Regions from separate parts of the Sus scrofa genome. Here region 1 is linked to region 2. Evidence: chromatin contacts called from public Hi-C data. All regions are on one chromosome and are shown on one strand. Each heading gives the region's core, a stretch centred on a gene start, on an enhancer-like site or on the middle of the called end of the contact. The rest is flanking DNA. Distances are from core to core; before and after follow the strand shown. Region 1 has its middle 54 kb from the start of MEGF10. Region 2 overlaps MARCH3 (membrane associated ring-CH-type finger 3).

What was found. A called contact is a pair of places that touch in the nucleus more often than the background predicts.
Region 1: a contact with region 2 is called in a Hi-C map of liver, with 6 times the contacts expected there. The contact joins two enhancer-like sites. A contact is called at or near these places in 1 of 47 Hi-C or Micro-C datasets (liver) and 1 of 2 datasets of contacts at active chromatin or transcription factors (skeletal muscle).

The regions. Positions count from the first base shown.
Region 1 is chr2:130,170,396-130,173,095 of Sscrofa11.1, reverse strand. No RefSeq gene overlaps it. Among named protein-coding and RNA genes, the nearest start is that of MEGF10, 54 kb to the left of the region's middle. Within about 2 kb of position 1,340, at least 57 of the 83 cell types and tissues checked have an H3K27ac peak or open chromatin away from gene starts, as enhancers often do. A contact at or near this core is called in liver, where this site is marked.
Region 2 is chr2:129,908,625-129,911,324 of Sscrofa11.1, reverse strand. The region is part of intron 3 of MARCH3 (membrane associated ring-CH-type finger 3); the gene reads left to right. Among named protein-coding and RNA genes, the nearest start is that of LMNB1, 100 kb to the right of the region's middle. Within about 2 kb of position 1,339, at least 4 of the 83 cell types and tissues checked have an H3K27ac peak or open chromatin away from gene starts, as enhancers often do. A contact at or near this core is called in liver, where this site is marked.

The sequences.
Region 1 (2,700 bases), core at 91-2,590, 260 kb before region 2:
AGAATTCAATACTTTAGAGTTGGAACCTGCAGGACTTAAAGATGGATCCCATGTGTGATGTGGCGGGGGTGGGAGGAGGTCACCAAGACGGCTGCTGGACTTCTGGCTAAAAGCCTTTAGTAGACGGTAATACCCTTTACTGAGACGGGAAGGCATGCCAAGCCTGTCCTGCCCAACCCTAGGCAATTTGCTCTCTTCAACTTTGAAATGAAGGTATTGAAAGAGGTAGAGCAGACGACCTCAGACACTTCTTCAGCACTAAAATAGTATAGCAGTATTTTATCATTAGGATGTAATATGTTTTTCTTGATTCCCCTTAGGAGAATAACACAAGCTTTGGAACAGAGGCTGGGAGCTTCATAAAGCTCCCACAACGCTCCATAAAGTCATATGACTTTGGCAAAGAAATGCTCTGTGCCTCATTCTCCTCATCTGCAAAATAGCAACGTAACACTGCCCTGCTCACTGGACTGCTGGGAGGAATAACTAATACAATTACGTAAGATCCCTAGAATATAATAATGCTTAGTTAATTACACGTCCTCCTTTCCTCACAGACTCAACACTTGTTCCTTCCCTCCTTTCATCCACTTCACTCTGTAAATGTCCTGACTCACTGATTTCCCTCTTTTCTGAAGATAAACAAATTCCAACATCAGGGATTCCCAGAGCAGAACTTCACTTTGACCTTTCCCCTTGACCTCTCTGGCTTCCCATCTGGAAGTGGAGCATGGAAGGGGGAGGGCACTGCAGCCAGCTCCAAGCCTGTGGACTCCAAGTTATCAACACTAGGGTTTCAACATGCCAGTTTAACTTTGGCTTATTTGTCTGTCCCTGCCTTTTAGCTCTGACCAACTCCCTGATGAATGGGACTTTAAGAACTGGGTGAGAAAAAAATGTGATGGGAGGCTTTAGGCGGCTGGTGAGAGAGCATTCGTAGCCTGAAACCCCACCAATATGCCTTTTTGCTTCTGCTGACTGTATGACCCCTGGGGAATGAGATGAGCACACTACTAGAAGGGCTATGATGGTCTTATCTGCTGCCCACATCATGTTCTACATTACCAAAAACTAAAATTGTAACCATCATCAAAATTCACGGATGAACAATCCCCTTCATTTTTTAATTTAAATCTCTATTTTTCCCTTATCTCATTTGCCCATTTTTCCTTTTAGGAAGAAACATATAAAATCGAGTTCCCCAAGTGTCACGCAATAAATAAATAAGTAATTGATTTTAAAAAGTCGTTTTTCTAGGGTTTCTGCGGACAAAACAGAAACCAGGGTTCTGTCTGCAGTTTCTGCTGTGGCAGCTAGAGGGCAGTGCCACCCTCTCTCCCCTCCCACAGTCCAGTGCATTTCCTCCCATCCCCCTTCCAGCCTTCCAGCTAAAGGCAGGGGAAAAAGACACAATGGAGGGAAATACGCACACAGGCTGCAGGAACCGAGAGGGAAGTGACTTAAAAAGAAACAAGCAACACGAAGTTCACAGATCGCGAATATCTTGGAATTGCTTCCTCCTCGCTCACACAGCATTAGCTGCTTTCAAATCCACTAACACACCCTTCACCTTTCCTCAGCCTCTTTCTACATCCTCTCCCTACACCCAATTCTTCAAATTCTTCAAATGTGAGCTCATCTCAGCCTCACCCTGAAGTCAGTACGTTCACACACAGACTCACTCAGCACCTCCCTGAATGTGCCAGCCGGCCTCCAACTCTTTCTTCCTTTCCAGCTCAGTGCTGGCCCCGAGGGCCTATGACCCTGGCTGGGAGAGGTGACTGTACTCTTATGAGGTCCTGGTGTGTGACAATAAGCAGACCATGTGGCAGAGCCTAATTCCAGAAAGACTGGCTGCTGGAGGGCCGCCCAGCCCCACCAGCAGGGAGGGCGTAACAGGTGAGTGACCAAGTGGCTGCTGGCAGACAGTGTGGCAGCTGAATGCATGACCGTGTGAGCGCCCAAGGTGCCAGCACAGGTCACATTAGAAACAGGAGCAGCTGGTTTTTGCGGGCAGGGCCGGGCACAGAACTAGAGCAAGGGTGAGGGAAGCCACAACACCATCCTACACTCACAGAGAGGCTTTCAGCTTTCCAAAACTCAGGCACAAACACCCTGGTATATGTGACTTCATGTAAGGAGGGCATATACTACAATCCCTTCTTTATAGGTGAGAACAAAGCCCAAATGAAGGTTAAGCTGCCGGTTCCAATCAGACAGACATGCATAACACAGTTTGGCCAGAATCCACTGCTGGGGTGAGAGCTTTACCCAAAACGTCATTGACCTGTATAAAATCACATATCAGGAGCAAACTTATCAGGTGGGACAGCATCCCTGACGGGAGCAAGGGGAAGGTCCCGTTTCTCACCATGTCAAATACATTAGACCCCGACCAAGGTCCTTTAGCATATCCAGGTACTCCCTGAGAGGGATAAGGGAAGTGACCACAGCTAAGGCCCAGGAGAAAGAAAAGCTGGGAGTTCCCGTCGTGGCACTGCGGAAATGAATCCGACTAGGAACCATGAGGTTGCAGGTTCGATCCCTGGCCTCATTCAATGGATTAATGATCTGGCATTGCTGTGAGCTGTGGTGTAGGTCACAGACGCAGCTTGGATCTGGTGTTGCTATAGCTGTGGTGTAGGCCGGCAGCTATAGCTCCAACTGGACCCCTAACCTGGGAGCCTCCATATGCTGCAG
Region 2 (2,700 bases), core at 90-2,589:
TGGGCCTTCATTCAGCGTAAGCCTTCATCTTCCTCAATACTGCTGATCCGAACACACTTCCCCTTCCTGTCCTTTCTTGCCCTCTCTGCAGCCAGCAGTTGGGCGGGCGTTCATCTTTAAAAGATCAGAAACACAGAGAAGTTCCCTTTGCAGCGCAGTGGTTAACAAATCCAACTAGGAACCATGAGGTTGCAGGTTCGGTCCCTGCCCTTGCTCAGTGGGTTAACGATCCGGCGTTGCCATGAGCTGTGGTGTAGGTTGCAGACGCGGCTCGGATCCCGCGTTGCTGTGGCTCTGGCGTAGGCCGGTGGCTACAGCTCCGATTGGACCCCTAGCCTGGGAACCTCCATATGCCACAAGAAGCGGCCCAAGAAATGGCAAAAAAAAAAAAAAAAAAAAAAAAAAAAATCAGGAACACAGAACCTCTACATAAAGGAGTTCCTCCCTCTCCCTGCAAAAGGGTGAGTTTCTACTCAAAAGAGCCAAATCAATCAGCTGGTTTTTATTAGCATCTCCAAACCAGGCATCACCTCTCATTGCCAATGTTATACCCTAAATCTTTTCGTAGGGCTAAGTAAGCCAGAATAACAAGAGCTAATTTCAACCCAAGAGAGCGCCATTGCGATCATCTGGTTTATGCAGTTGTGGGTGAATTTCCCCCATTGTCCAGCTAATATGAATCCCCTAAGATCTGTGCCTACCTGGGTAAGGCTTAAAAGGAAAGCGTTGAAACTGTCCACAGCAAATGGAAGCGCAGATGTCACCCACATACATTTCATACCCGCACAGCTAGCCTTTCTCTCGTGAGGGCTGCATCCTTTTTGCTGATGATGGGAAAACGTTCTCAGGGGCAATTTGTCAGACGAATTCGCCCCCAAGAACATTGACCTGGTGGAACGCAGGAAATAGACATCCACTAACCAAAAAAGGAATCATTGAATGACCAGCCTGGGTGGTTTTATGGTCTCCTTCTTGCTCACTTTCACATTTCCTCATTTCTCTCGTAAGTTGAACTGGAATACCATTCTTTTATAAGGGTGAAATCCAGCACACTAGGAAAAATATCACAGTTTCCCAAAATGTGTGCCTTGACTTCAGCCCGTGGCCGTGATTGCATATCTGATTGAGCGCTTTGCCAAGGAAGCTCAGCTTACGATGTGCAAATAGCATGCTTGTAACATCAGTTTCCAGGGGTGGGAGTATCTGCCAGTGGGCTTTCCTAAGACGTGTATCAGTAACACCCACCCTTGCCCGGGAAACTCATGAAGTAATAGACGAGCACAACAATGTCGTGATTAAAATGAACAGCCAGGAAATGGTGGAAACCTTCAGGAAAGGCTTCCTAGGATCGGATCTTCCTCCAATCAGGGCGACACGGGGGTTTTTCACAGACGGGGTGATGAGGTTTCCGTATTCCTATTTCCTTTACACAGACCCAAGCTGTTTGATAAGAACTGTAAAAACAATTTAAAAGCTGTTCCCCGTGAGTCAGAGGTTGATCTAAATTGAAACTGAGAATGTTTTCATGCATACCAGCTCCTCAAACTAATGCCATGGAAAGCGAGGGAGACGAGGATTACATCTTTTGTTTTTCCCCAAAGCTTTTTATTTATGGTTTTTTTTAAGTCACTGGAGGAAAATGGTTTTAAGTATGCCCTGGATGTAGAATCATCTCTGGCTACACAACAGCGAGCAGAGTTGAACTGCTATGAAGAAATGACCTCGTACCTTGACGCTTTGCTATTTAATAGATTTAGGATCTCACTGAAACCCTCCTAGTAGGTTTCTGTCAGACTTAGGTGGGGACGTTGCTCAATTCGCTGTAATGGGTTTGGTTTGCTTTTGCTTTTTTTTTTTGTCTTTTTAGGGCCACACCCACGACATATAGGAGGTTCCAGACTAGGGGTCCAATTGGAGCCGTAGCTGCTGGTCCACACCACAGCCACAGCAACGCAGGATCCGAGCCACATCTGTGACCTACACCGCTGCTCATAGCAACACCAGATCCTTAACCCATTGAGCAAGGCCAGGGATTGAACCTGCATCCTCATGGATGCTAGTCGGATTAGTTAACCACTGAGTCACGACAGGAACTCATAGTTTTGATTTTTAATGAATTCTGTTAAGTAAAAAAGGCGAGCTTTTGGTTTCAGAGTATTCCTTTTCATCAGCATTGGAGTAGTTAGGAAATGACACCATAGGGGATACAAACTGATTTGAGAAGCTTCCTAGGCACAAGGACCACCTACCTCCTCGAAGGAAGGTGGGCAAGCTGCCCTCTTCATTCCAACCCGTGAGCGCAACCCAGGGAGCAGGATGGCTGGGTCATAATCACAGCACAGGATAGGTGATCTCGAAGCCTCTGTTCATTAAAGGAACAGATGAGTGGAGAGCCTCCCCTTGCCTAGTTGCAAACCATATATCGTATTTGGGGCTGGTGATAGCAAATCAAAGAAAATGACCCTTTGCCCTTCCAGACAGCCACTGCTGGACAAGGGCTTCGATAATACAAATTAGCACCACTACTTTGAGCCACACAACACATGCGATGATGCTGACCAGTCCTGGCTCCCATTCAGTCATCAGTCCTCAATCAGGGTCTCAGCAATGGCAGGTGGCAGGAGCCTTGTACCACTCGTAACCAGTGAGGAGAAAACGCGTGCTTCAGGCCTTTGCAGGGGAGACCAGTCCAGAGTTAGA